Regions from separate parts of the Mus musculus genome. Here region 1 is linked to region 2. A link is a contact called in public Hi-C data. All regions are on one chromosome and are shown on one strand. Each heading gives the region's core, a stretch centred on a gene start, on an enhancer-like site or on the middle of the called end of the contact. The rest is flanking DNA. Distances are from core to core; before and after follow the strand shown. Region 1 has its middle 130 kb from the start of Btbd3. Region 2 holds the start of Btbd3 (BTB (POZ) domain containing 3).

Region 1 (7,230 bases), core at 2,486-4,985, 130 kb after region 2:
AATGAGAAACTGAGGCAACAGAGGCTACAGGTCTCCCTAATGGCAGACTCTATGACAGAGTCACCTACCTTCACTATTGTGCCCTTGTGTCACCTGTACCCTTGAAGCCAGGCCTTCTTAAGTTTTAATGGACCTTAGAATCAGTGAAAGTCATGCCACTCCATCTCAGATTCCTGGGCTCCACTCCTCCAGTTATTCTGGTCAAGGGCTGCTGAGGCAGGACCTGTGAGTCTGAACTTCGGACAAGGTTCCAGGTGATGGTGAGCCTGTTGGTGTGTTGACTGCACTTTGGGTAGCTTGCTGAGGTCCAGGCCTGAGAGATCTCAGCAAACAGAATCTGCTCATTCCCCACTGTGCCTCTTCTTAGTTTCCTTTTTGCTGCATCCCCTGGATATGTGATTAAAAAGCACAAAATGACAGGCCTTGTTCAGAATGTGCCCAGTTGTAGCTGAGTCTGGCTTTTGCTTTTCCTGCTGGAGGCTGCAGAAGCCCATATAGTCTGAAATCTAGACACCCTTATCTAGCTGTTTTCTTCAGGTATGACAGGGCTGGTTTCATAACCTGGTTACCAGAAGCAATTAGGGCCATCGTCCAGATTTTCAGATCCATTTCCCATGGAGACACACGTTGGGAATCTCCCACAGTGAATTTAATTAGCAGAAAATGTGGCTAAGCCAGTGACTTGCTGTGTAGATAAGAGGCATGACTGCCCAGTGATAACAGCTCCCCTTTCTTTAATAATGGCAAGTTCCCCAAAACGGGTAATGGATCTCAGCCGGATATCAGGTGGGGCTCTGTGCAGCCCGATTTCATGGAACCAGGCAGCTCACACATTCGCTTTTTTTCCCCCCAGTTGAAAGAACTTACCTCAGCAGAGACACCAGCAAGAAAGAATAACGGGTTGCAAATGACAATGTCAGGCATGTCCCTGGTGTACCAAGGCCTGTGTTGTCCACTGCAGATGTTTTTGATGAGATACAGCACTCATATTTACTTTTGGAATTGCTATTGTAGGCTATCTTATGAGTCTTTATATCGTATATTCATTGCAAATGTGCTGTGGATTTGTTTTAGGTTATCTCTGTAGAAAAACACCATATAGCCTTCTTTCATTGTGTGAGAGTTTGAACATAACCTTGTTAGTCATTAATGAAAGTCACAGGCAGACATTTTTCAAGCATCAGTGGGTGAATAGACCCCTCCTCTGCAGAATATCCATGCCATCTATTACAATACCCATTAGATAGGATGTGAGAAATTGATAGAATATGTTCCTTGTTTTATAATTCTATATGAGGATTAATGGATACATTAAGTGCCATATGGTATAATTTGACATTGACTAAAGCTATCGATAAACAGGGAGTTTTAAGTGCTCCCCAGTGTTTCTGATTTGAGATAATTGATTGATGAGAAGAATGTAGTCGAGATTTTTGTAGTAATGGGGCCCAGTGGGTTGTGGTGGGTGGCCACAGTCTTGTGGAACTGTCACATCTAAGGAAAGAATTTAGCCACATAGGAGGAAATGCTGGGTGAGTTTGTGAACACTTCTGTATTTTTTTATTAGATATTTTCTTTATATGCATTTCAAATTTCAAATGCTATTCTGAAAGTTCCCTATACCCTCCCTCCGCCCTGCTCCCCTACCCACCCACTCCCACTTCTTGGCCCTGGCATTCCACTGTACTGGGACATATAAAGTTTGTAATACCAAGGGGCCTCTCTTCCCAATGATGGCAGACTAGGCCATCTTCTGCTACATATGCAGCTAGATACACAAGCTCTGGGGGTACTGGTTAGTTCATATTGTTCTTCCACCACTAGGGTTGCAGACCCCTTCACCTCCTTTCTCTAGCTTCTCCTTTGGGGGGCCCTGTGTTCCATCTTATAGATGACTGTGAACATCCACTTTTGTATTTTTATCGTAATATCTCTTCGTATAATCAGAGGCAGCAAAATATGAAGAAACTTGCCTTTTTAAACCGAGTATTTCCAAAGTAAAATAGTTTTATTAAATATATTCTTAGTCCTACCCTTAGAATCAAACCCTGCTGGAACGGGCATATTTGTTTTAATTTTTACTGACTACCTGTATTCCTCTTCCTGTGTCTAGCCTCCTCATCTGCATTAATCTCCTATCTCCTCTCCTTTATTCTGGAGGTCAGTACTTTCACTTTTGCTTTTCATTGGTCAGAAAGTGATCCAAGCTCCCAGTAACATGGGTACTGGAAGATCTCAGGCGCTCATGGAAGCCCTTTGGCCAGGCAAATTGGTCATATAAAATAGGTGGGGGCAAAGGAAGGTGTCTGTTGATCTCACCTGCGTGTTATAGGGAATGGCAAATGAAAAGTATTATTTTAAAGGGAGTCTCTCAAGGAGCTCTCTCAAGGAGTTGAAGATTTGGGTCATGAACTGCGTCAATTGACGTGACTTCCGAATCTGTGCACAAAGGGGTTATTTAGAAGAGGTTTGCCTTTACTAGCTGCAGAATAGAGTACAGTTGCTGGCAACTGAGGAGAAAGCCCAGCTGCATGTGAATGCACCTGAGATGTGCTGCATGCACTCAAAACAGGGCTATTGGAGGTGTGCTCAAGAAACATGGCCGTCTCTAACTTCAAGGCTTACCTGTTTTGCTGAAGCGATGTGTTTCTTTTCTAATTAACACTTTCCACAGTGTTCTGGTTTTGCCCATGTTGGAAATGCCTGTAAGTATAGCTGAAAGGGATGATGGGTGGAAAGGCATTGGCATTTACATAGTGGGGGTCAGGTCGGGGTGCACTGTGACAGTTCCTGTGAAATTGTAGCAGGCTGCACTTCTACATCAATTGGTATAACAAGGATGAAACTGAATTTGAACTCAGATCCTCCTCAGGAAGGAGGGTACTCACCTACAGTAGCCACTCTGCCCTCCTCAAACCATCTACAGTGCCCAGAAAATCTAATTTAAAATAGAATCAAGAACTCTAATTTTCTCACATTTAGCACATTTAACTAACATAGATGTTCTGGTTATTTTAATCAAGGAAAAAAAACGGAATTTGAGGTTTTAGTTTGTTACTACTGGGAAATTTGATTTATCTGTTTTGAGCAGCCATCTGGAGTAAGTTTCTTCATATTACGTGTCAGGCATATATTTATGCCATAAGATCAAAATCCCTAAATTGCATCCTTTGAAAATTTTAGGCATTCTATAATGACAATTCCCAACACCACAATGAAGTGATTACATGGCTTTCAAAAATGGAAACATTGCACAACAAAAAGATGACTATGTATAATGAACAAGTTCATTTACTCCAATCTAAATGTGTGGTGAATCATGTGATGCATACACAATGAGCTGAGATGAATCTTCTGTCATTAGAAATACAATTATGGAATATTGAAACTTCTAAGGTCTAAGAAAAGTAAATAGGTATATACTTTTTAATCCAGCCCAAACCAGATATAGTTCATTGTTAAAGGTTTTCCTTAATTATGCCATAAATAAATCAAGTCACTTGTCATTGATAAATGCAAAAATATTGCTAATGTGCATGCTCATGTATGCCTTTTTCAGCAAGAATTGTGTTTGCCCTGGTCAGCTCCATGTTTTATGCAAAGTCCCCAGGGTGTTTTCAGCCTTAGCACTGTCACTGCTGTGCACATTCTTGCTCTCTCTCTGAGCGCGTCATTCTCCATATGCTCCCAGTCTCCCTACAACATCCAGTTCACAGGAAAAGATCAGAGGCACACAGCCAGACAAAAGGATGACGTAATGGTAATGGAACACCCACTCTGTCTGCACGTGGCACACAAAGTCCCCCTTTCTGTTGCAATTGAACCAACATGAGTGGTGTTTCTAAAACTGCTATTTACTATTTGACCTTAGGCAAATTACTTTACCTTTCTGTGTGTTCTTTTTATAAAACAGAACGTCCCTAACATTCTCCTAGAGTATACTGAAGCTTTAATGAGGTACTTTCTGCATTATTCTTGATATAATGTGATACCCATGATGGGCCCACAATGTTCCTTTTTTTTTCTGCTTTAAGGTTAGTCCCTTTATTTTGCTATCTGCAATCTAGTTTCTTGGTCAAGGCAATTAAATTCCCTGTTGCATCAAGATATTTCAGCTACAAGCAAGCACCTCCACAATCCCACTGTGAGTGAACAGTGGGAATGTGTGCTGCATCACTTACCAACAAATCTAGAATTAGGTGCATCCAAAGATAGGGCAGTGGCCCACTGATGTCATTAAGGATCCTTCCATCTGCCCTGCATTGTTACCTTACTAGATTCTTGTTATGATTACAGGCTGGCTGTTAGAGTTTCAGGCATCACATGTAGCCATGGCAACATCCAGCTGAATAAATGAACAATGACTCTCCCTTGAATATCTTTTCAGCAATAGAGTTTTCTCTAACCCTAACTACTCTCTAGATTTGTGGTCAGGTTTCATTGGCCAAAATTGAAAACCATGCTCATATCCTTGTTTGAAGAGAACTTTTGGAAAGTAACTAGGTCTTCTTGCCTGTTTCTTTACATAGTTTTTTCAACAGGGGTGCGGTGGGGTTAGAGAGATGGCTCGGAAGATAAAAGCACTTGAGAAGCCAGCCTGATCACATGAGTTTGATCCCTAGAATCTATATGGAGGTAGAAGGAGAGAACTGACTCTACAATGTTATCCATGTCATGTATGTCAAACATTCACACACACAAACACACAGACAGACACACACAGACACAGACACACACACACACACACACACACAGAGAGAGAGAGAGAGAGAGAGAGAGAGAGAGAGAGAGATCTAAATGAAGAAAATACCTTTCTGAATGTCTTCCAAACTACCAGGTGGGTGGATTTCATCTCACTCAGGTTTGTTGCAGGAGTGTGCTGGAGTTTATGCAAGAGCTTGAGAATATTTCTTACCCTCAGCTAAAAGCAGGGCATAGCTACCTGAGAGTTCAAAATGGAGGAATAATGTTAGATAAAGAGTTTCACAAACAAGGGAGCAATAATACCCTTTTGTCATCCTGTAACCCAACAATAAGATATTTGAGATTTGGGAAAGCCACCAGCTGATTCTCAAAACCTCCCATCCCCCATACTTGTGTGAATTCACTTATTCTACAAAGTTTCATCACAGATCTACTGTGAGCAGGCATTGAATTGGGTGCTGGGGGCTGATGAGGACAAGATAGTCTCTGACGTAAGAAGTTTCTGATAAAGAATGCATAACAGAAACAATTATGCAGAAACATGGTTTATTATTCTATTCCAACCACCTGTTCTGTGATGTAAGGTGCTAAGCCTGAGAGATGCTGCTATGTGTGCATGCAGGGAGGATGTGTCTGGATGGTTCAGTGATGATGGTGTGGAAAATGAAGTCAGTGAAGTCAAGAACAGGAGACCATTCCGAGACACGGGGTAGTAAGAAATCCTTCCAATGCATATTTCACTCATGCTTCACCTATATCATACCCAGTGTTGACAACAGATGGGAAAAGAGAGGAATCCAAGACCCTTTTCTCTGTCTTACATGAGAAATAGGCATGTACACTTTCCCCCAAAATCTTATTAGGTGGAAAATTTGGCATAGGAATCATGAGATAGTTGGTGCAGAGTCCCTGCCCAAGATGTTTCAGCTACCTTGTAACTCAATAACCTGCCTTCTCATTGCTTCAAGAAGCCTCCTAGCTCTGAGATCTGGGGTTCACAGTTACAGGTTACACTAAAAAAAGGCTTTGTCTTAACTACTCTTCTTCATTAGCAGCTGCCATGTTGGAAGCAGCAATACAACATTACCAATTATTTATCTATTAGCTTCTAGGTCATTACTCACAGAGCTAAGTCTGATCAGGGCTGGAGAAAAGATAAAATCTTATAAATGGTTCATTTATAAGAATGGTTCTGAGAAACCACGCGAGTGGATTTTCTGTGGAGATATTTGCTTTAAGTGTGAGTCAATTCCAAATCCCATGGAAAGCTTTATTATGGTGTGGAAAATGAAGTCAGTGAAGTCAAAAACAGGAGACCATTCCAAGACACAGTGTAGTAAGAAATCCTTCCAATGCATACTTCACTCATGCTTCACCTATATCATACCCAGTGTTGACAACAGATGGGAAAAGAGAGGAATCCAAGACCCTTTTCTCTGTCTTACAGGTAACCTATATGAGAAAGAATCTCTATTAGCCTCTCCTGATGTCCTATTACAATTTCCATCTTTAAAAACAAAATGTATCTTAGTTTTTACATTTATCCAAATAAATACATGTATTCAATGGACCCCTTTGATTTTTATTTTCATAACCTTTTTCTTTGGAATCTTATATGATTCGATTTTCACTGTTGGTCATAAAGGTAGCTCTGGCTTGGGTGTTCCTGGTTTTAGAAATGTGGTCCCCAGTGCAGTGGCACTCAAAATAGGACCCATCAGAGGTTCATAAAGCATTTAGACCCTACCTAAATGAGTAGGTATATTCCAGAGTGGGTGGGGTTCTTACAAAAGACAAGGAAACTTGAAGCAGAGAGCAGCCCTGAGTAGATATGGAATGTATAAGCATGTTAAGAACTGTAAAGCAAATAAATTTATGATCACCCATCTTGGTGTTCTCTTACAGAAGAGTTCAACAGGCCAAGAGAAGGGCCTACTGGAAGCAGATTTCCAGTGCTGCTCATACATTCAAATGAGCTCCATTTAGAACGTGTTTGAGATGTATGCTTACTTCTCCTGTTTTGTACCTTTAAGTCACGTACAATTTTTCAATCCAAAGATCTGATATTCCCAAGTCTGTTGCTCTACCCAGAAATATAAGCTTCACATTGGAAATAGCTGCATTAAAAAAAATGCTGATGTCCAAGACTTACTCTATACCAATTTAAATAATAGTCTACAAAGTTTTCCTAATATATTCCCAAATGGCTCTTACTTGCAGCCTAGGTTGAGAACCATTGTGTAAGCTGACCTTCTCAAACATTAATGAGTATACCAAGCTACTGAGTTCCTGAGGGTGGAGGGTGGGGGAATCAGATTTTGGCTTGGTATATCTGGAATGAAGCCTGAGGTCGAAGCTTTAACAAGCTCCCAGATGATGCTATACTGCTGCTCACTGGTCCACATTTTGAGTAACATGAGGAACCTAGAAATAAGATTGTCATTCTGGTCAGGAATATTGTTTCTCTCACACCAGTACAATTGGATAATATTCCCAGTCTCTGGTAGGATACACCTTTTCTGGATG
Region 2 (6,356 bases), core at 2,903-5,402:
ACCTCACTAAGGGAGATTAACTATGACTCAAAAATGCTCTACAAATGAGAAAGTCTTGGAGCAAGTGAAACAATGCTAGTAGTGACGAGGTTGTCGATGAGTTTTCCAAACTGTTGGTGCTGTGTCTGGATTGGAGAGTAAGTAGATGAGATTCTGTTTATATCTATATGAGGGGGTGTAACGTATTTAATGTAGCAAAGTAGAAACAGAAGCAGAGTACACATATGTAGGGATTCATGCTAGCTTGTTTGGTTTTCCCTCATAACATTTTACTGGTGTTATTTTCAACCTGCCATGACCCCTTTGAGAATTGGATGACCCTTTCACAGGGGTTGCCTGAGACCATTGGAAAGCACAGATTTCACATGAAGATTCACAACAGTTGTGAAATCACAGTTATGAAGTAGCAATGGAAATACTTGTAGGTTGGGGTCACCACAGCATGAGGAAGTACCTTAAAGGGCCGTGGCTCTGTTTTCCTGTATCTTGGGTTATGCATTACTCTGAAAGGCAGCTGACAGCTGTTGTCCTTCCAGAAACATCATCCGCACATGCATGCAGTTTGGTGGATTTCGTGAGCACTCTGTTAAGTACATGGGATCTAACCATCTTTTCTTTCTGAAAGTCCCTAGTCTTCAGTTATTGATGGGAAGGAGCCCTGGATATAAAGCTTTAAGTACCCCAGAAAATAATTCACTTTCTCAAATCAGTCTTTAAAAGGCTTGACTGTATCAAGAGCAACATCAAAACATAAAGAATAAAATAGAAAAAAATCAGCTTGAACTTTATATTTTCAACTCTTATATGTATGCTCTGCTCTAAGTCAGAATATAAAATATGATTCTAACTGGATTAAGCATCGTTGGTTGGAGAAACGCTTTTCCAAACAAACCTCACTGTTCAGCTGAGAAAACTGGGTCCCTTAGAGACTGATTGGATTTCAGAGCCCCCTTCCCGTGCTCTGGCAGTTAAGTGGCTTAGCCAAAATGGAACAGTTTCTTGGTTGCTGCTGATGCCAGTGTGCACAGCTAGCTTTCTGAGACAGAATTAGGGAGTTGATTATTTAAGGGTTGGCTGTTTCATCTGCTTGGTATTTTTGAAACCTGCTGTTTACATCTGAGGATCTGGACTAGATCTCTTCCAGACAACCTTACACTATAGACTCTGACTTGCCTGGCCGCTCACCTGGATCTTAGAATGGTGCCATTACTCAGAACAGAAGAATTTTAGAACAAGATAGGAGAGGTTAAATTCTTGGTTCAAACTAGAATAAATTATCTTGAGTTGTTTGGGCATCTGTTTGAAGATACTATGTTGGCAGGCCTAGAACCCGGATCTTTGGGGAAGTCTTTCTCAAACTCAGTGCTGTGCACACTGTGGAAAACTTGTGAAAATGCAGTTGTGATCCCGAATCTTATGATTCCAAATTCCCTGAAGGCTCCTGGGACATGCTGCTTTTGGCCCTGGGACTGCAGGTTTAGCAGCAGTGTGTGGCATGTCTTCAGAGGAGGAGAGGCAGCTCTGAGTGTGTGTGTGTGTGTGTGTGTGTGTGTGTGTGTGTGTGTGTGTGTATCTTTTAACAGCCACCTAACCAGCCAAGAGTGGCCTTCTACAGCAAGCACTGTTCTAGGGCGTCCATAGAACTCAGTTCTCCTTCTCTTACTTTTCATTTTTCAAGCTTTTCTACAAAGCTTGTTCTTTCCAAATACCTGGGTTCTTTAGGCTCAAAAGAGGGTTTTCTAAAGCCTTATGTAATTTCCTTTCTCAAACTACTACATGCACTTTCCCTCTTCTCCTTAGTGATGCAGAAGCTGTAGTTTTGGAGGCTTTTTGTGGTGTTAGCCATAGCCTTATGTAAGATAAGTAAAGACAAATCCTTACATGTTGTTCTTTTGCTTCTTCTGTTTAGTCTTCTTCTGTTGCCAGTTAATAATGATGGCCTCAAAACAGCTGGTTTCCTCTTCCATTCTAATTGATTAGTTCTGACCTGAGAAGCCAGATACGGGGTCTGTTAGAAATATGTTTGGGATTTATGCTCAGAAGTGCCTCTTATCAGAAGGGCTTTGCAGACAGGTATGATTGAGAACTTGAGCAGCCAGTAGAGAGGCCGTCTGTTCCTGGTAGGCAGCTTACTCAGGGGCTACTGGTTTTCTTAGTGCCTTTTCCTCGGTGTTCTGTGCGGGTGAGTGAGAGTCTGTCTGTCTGTCTGTCTGCCTGCCTGCCTGTCTCTCTATGAGAGTGTGTGTGTATGTTGGGCATAGGTGTTTGTGTGTTATGTGTATGATATGTGGGATGTTTGTATGTGGTGTGATATGTGAGTGTAGTGGGTGTGGATGTTTGTATCTGTATGTTTGTGTGGTGTGTGATGTATATATGTAATGTATATAGACGTGCACGAGTTTGTGTGTGTGTGTGGTGGGAGGCAGAGGTTGACCTTCCACTGCTCTCTGTTATTTTTTGAGACAAAGTCTATTCATTTATCTGTAGCTCACCAATGAGCTAAGGCTAACTGGCTACCAAGGCCTTACTAATAACCCTTACCTACTGCTAGAGTTAGGGTTATAGGTACAGGCTGCTGGGCTGGGCTTCGCCTTCCTTCCTTCCTTCCTTCCTTCCTTCCTTCCTTCCTTCCTTCCTTCCTTCCTGTGCTGGGGATCCAAACACTGGTTTCCATTCTTGTATTACAAGTTCTTTACTCACTCCCTGGCCTTCTAGATGCTTTCCAACAGGTTATCATATAACAGGTTATCATATCTCTAACATTATCCTCAAAGTACAGCTGAAGGTGATTTGCAAGGGTATTGATGTGCAGTGTCTTAGCCCTGCAGTCTAGAATACAATAATTGTCATAAATAAGCAGCAACTTGGTTCCATCAACAATGGGGATAGGTAACCTTGCCTGTGTCTCATACTCTGTGCTCGCAGAGGCTTTCAAATGGCTTTAAATAATGACAATACAAAGGAACGCCTTTGGAATGATTTAGGACTAAGATGCTAGGGGATTTAAAAATTTATTCTGGTATGCAATACTGTTAGTTATAGTAACAGTGTTCTCATTTGCTGAGGAGTCTCCATGCAGGCGAATGTTACATAGCACACAGGGCTAGGACTCTGAAGGATCAGGGACCAGAGGCAGCAGATAGCCTCTCTACTTTGAACAAACCCGAGTAATCCCATAGATGGGGCGGGAGTCACTCTAGTCATTAGTCTGCCTTTACAAACTATGAAGCTCCAGTAGATGCTGTTTTACTGGCAGCTGCCGGGGAAGCCTTATTCTCATCTAAAGCAAAGAGATCTTTTGCCTTTTAACTAGTTAATAGGAGACTTTGATCATTTTAAATAGCCCTTCTACTGGTGCTGTGCTAGAGCTTACGGATTCTTTAAAATTTGTATGACAAGATTAAATGTAGCCTTAAGAGTTGAGTTGGATTTTGAGATCCTGAGCAGTGCCCTATCTGACTTATCTGCAGTGAATCACAGGGTTTAAGCACTAATTATCAGAGTTGTCTCATTTGAATGAATGCTATTGTCATATCTACAGTCTGCCTTATGCTTGAGTACAGCTAAGTGTGCTGGTGGAAGCTCATCGTAATTAACTGTGTTTTGTGACCTGGGACACAGGTCCAAAATCAGTGCCGAGCTAGAAAACATTGGAAGCAAGCTAAATGCAGAGCCTTAGCAAAACATCCAGAGACTAAAAAAAGACCCCTCCCCTCCCCTGCCGTGGCTGGGCTTAAATGTGTTTGGTTTAATTTCAGTACGTTGGTTCCCTTTGGCTTTATAGTCTAGGAGATCCTGTTCAAAATACTTGCAAGTAAATGCTGCTAGGAGGAAGATTGTTGCCAGGAAGAGAGATTAGACATATGTGTTCCCATTCTTTGTTAATGGCTTTTGCTTGTTTTGGTTGAAATGAAAATGTTCCTGTACTAAAGAGAAATAAACCCCTCCCTTCCTGTTTGCAAATGTCTTTCATTTGCTGTTTATCTTAATTAAATATACAGTAGAAAAGAGAATGTAACTGCTGCTCCTTTAATATCAGAGCTGTGCATGCTACAATAGGTGTCACTGTTTGGCTTCATCCAATCCTGATTGGTGGCTTCAGCTATTGGCTCGGAGCTCTGGCTGTCTGACTCCGTCTGCAGGGCTGTAATACCTACTCTCCTCTCCCGATCCATTCACCACACAACTTCACCGGCCGGCCGCGGCCGTACTGACTCGCTGGGCTCGCCACATCTTGCTAACCTAATTCAGAAAGCAAGCGCCTCAGCTCTCTCTCTGCCTGCCTCCTTTGCTCAGCTTTGCAGGTGATCCAGAGAACGGCTGGTTTTATGCGCAAGTAAGAAAACCAGGAATCATGATGGGAATGTATTTAACAGATCCGGTCCTGGATAAAACTTAAAGCCAGTTTCTCTTCAACATAGTGAAAAGGTCACCTTGCCTGGCTGGGAAAAGCAGGAAGAAAGCAGCCTGCCGGTCTCTGTTAACATCTTAGCTCCGGCTAGCCTCTTTGCCTTGATGTTTGAGCAGTTTTGCGAGATCTAGCTCTAAAGAGAGACATCCTGTACTCATGGTAGATGATAAAGAAAAGAACATGAAATGTCTCACCTTCTTCTTGATGCTTCCAGAGACAGTAAAGAACAGGTCCAAAAAAGGTTCAAAGAAAGCCAACAGCAGCGGTGGCGGCGGCGGCGGCGGCAGCGTTGGCAGTGGGAGCAGCAAGTTGCCCCCAGTTTGTTATGAAATAATTACCTTGAAGACTAAAAAGAAGAAGAAGATGGCTGCTGATATATTCCCCCGTAAGAAGCCAGCCAACTCCAGCAGCACCACTGTCCAGCAGCAACACCAGCACAACCTCTGTAACAACAACCTCATCCCGGCCCCCAACTGGCAGGGTCTTTATCCCACCATCCGAGAAAGGTAAGCGCCCTTGCTGGCAGGCTAGCGTGTTTACTCTCAAAGTTTGCCGGTGGTGAAGTCTCTGCTTTTTCATGACTGTAATGCAGTTTACCACGAATCCCTGCTCCTCTTCCCCAGAGGCTCTACTGGTAATGGAAAGCTGCCTTGTATCTTTTCCAAAGCAGTACAGCTGTTTTCCTCTTAGATAAAAATATTTTTGCAAGCTGTAACATTTAAGCAGCAGCTTTGTGTCTGTGGAGCACAGAGACAGGAAACCCTTCATTTGTCCTAAGCCCTGTAAAAGTTTAGTTAACTTTTAAAACTTGAGTTCCTTGCCATGTGTCTGCAGTGGTTTCAGGCAGTGGTGTGGCTGGACCCTTTGTATGCTCTTTAGCTGGGAGTGGAACGCTGAGCTGTTGTTGCTTAGCTTAACTCTGAAGTTTTGCATGTTGGGGAAAGGGCTGCTAAGAATACAGGCTGTTGTGAATTAATGACTCGCCTCTTGTTTGTAGAAATGCGGTGATGTTCAATAATGACTTGATGGCAGACGTACATTTTGTGGTTGGGCCACCAGGTGGGACTCAGCGGTTGCCAGGACACAAAGTAAGCAACAGCTGCATTACCGGTTTAGTCCTGAGATTTACATAGAGGGACCCTGTCAGCACAGAGCTTGGTGTGGGCAGGCAGCCCGCCGGCAGCCACTGCATGGTTCGCCCAGTTACAGAGAATATAGACCTTTGGCCACACTTCATTTTGTCTTTGTTTCCTTCTACACGGTTGTATATATCACCCAGAAATGTGCGCTTCTCACTCTCCAGGGCTAGGAAATGTTGTAACTGGCTTGGAAAGTCCTCTGTTTACTGTACCTATAGAAATCCGATAAAGAGCCCATGGTTTGATTTATTTCCCAGTGGGGTGGGGGTGTATATTAATGTCAAAGCTTTGAGATATTGATGGAGAGCCCACTTTGTGTGACAGTCTCATGCTCCCTGTCCAGTGCACCATAGCCTGGCTGTTTACGACGGTGGGCTATGTACCTTACGTGCCCCCGGCCCTCAGTGGCTAGTGGTTTTGGGGATTGACTCTGCAAATGCTTTCAGTGTAGTGTGTGAAGGGAGCTCTCCCTTTCTCCACAGTACGTCCTCGCTGTCGGGAGCTCAGTGTTCCATGCAATGTTTTACGGAGAACTCGCTGAGGACAAAGATGAAATCCGAATCCCAGACGTCGAACCTGCTGCCTTCCTCGCCATGCTGAAGTAAGCATGATGTGTGTGTTTGGAAAGAGTTTCTTGTGCTGTGTTCCTGCTCTGCTGGCCTCTCAGTCAGATCTGAGTTTCCTGTAAGCGAGAGATTCTAAAGAGAGGGGGTGCTGCTTGCCTTGTAAATGGTCTTAGAACCGCTCTTCTGTGCTCGGGGAAGTCCTATGGAATGTCGCAGGCAGTTAGAGCCATTCCTTAGCCT

What was found. A called contact is a pair of places that touch in the nucleus more often than the background predicts.
Region 1: a contact with region 2 is called in a Hi-C map of cerebellum, with 1.9 times the contacts expected there. The contact joins the enhancer-like site here to the promoter of Btbd3 in region 2. A contact is called at or near these places in 5 of 484 Hi-C or Micro-C datasets (cerebellar granule neurons, cerebellum, cerebral cortex and 1 more) and 2 of 9 other capture datasets (adipose tissue and pancreatic islet).

Annotation. Positions count from the first base shown.
Region 1 is chr2:138,402,621-138,409,850 of GRCm38.p6, forward strand. No RefSeq gene overlaps it. Among named protein-coding and RNA genes, the nearest start is that of Btbd3, 130 kb to the left of the region's middle. Within about 2 kb of position 3,736, at least 46 of the 459 cell types and tissues checked have an H3K27ac peak or open chromatin away from gene starts, as enhancers often do. A contact at or near this core is called in cerebellum and cortical neurons, where this site is marked.
Region 2 is chr2:138,274,341-138,280,696 of GRCm38.p6, forward strand. Btbd3 (BTB (POZ) domain containing 3) reads left to right here and starts at 4,153. Exons shown (of 4, transcript NM_145534.2): 1 at 4,153-4,917; 2 at 5,409-5,499; 3 at 6,033-6,151. The coding sequence starts at 4,568.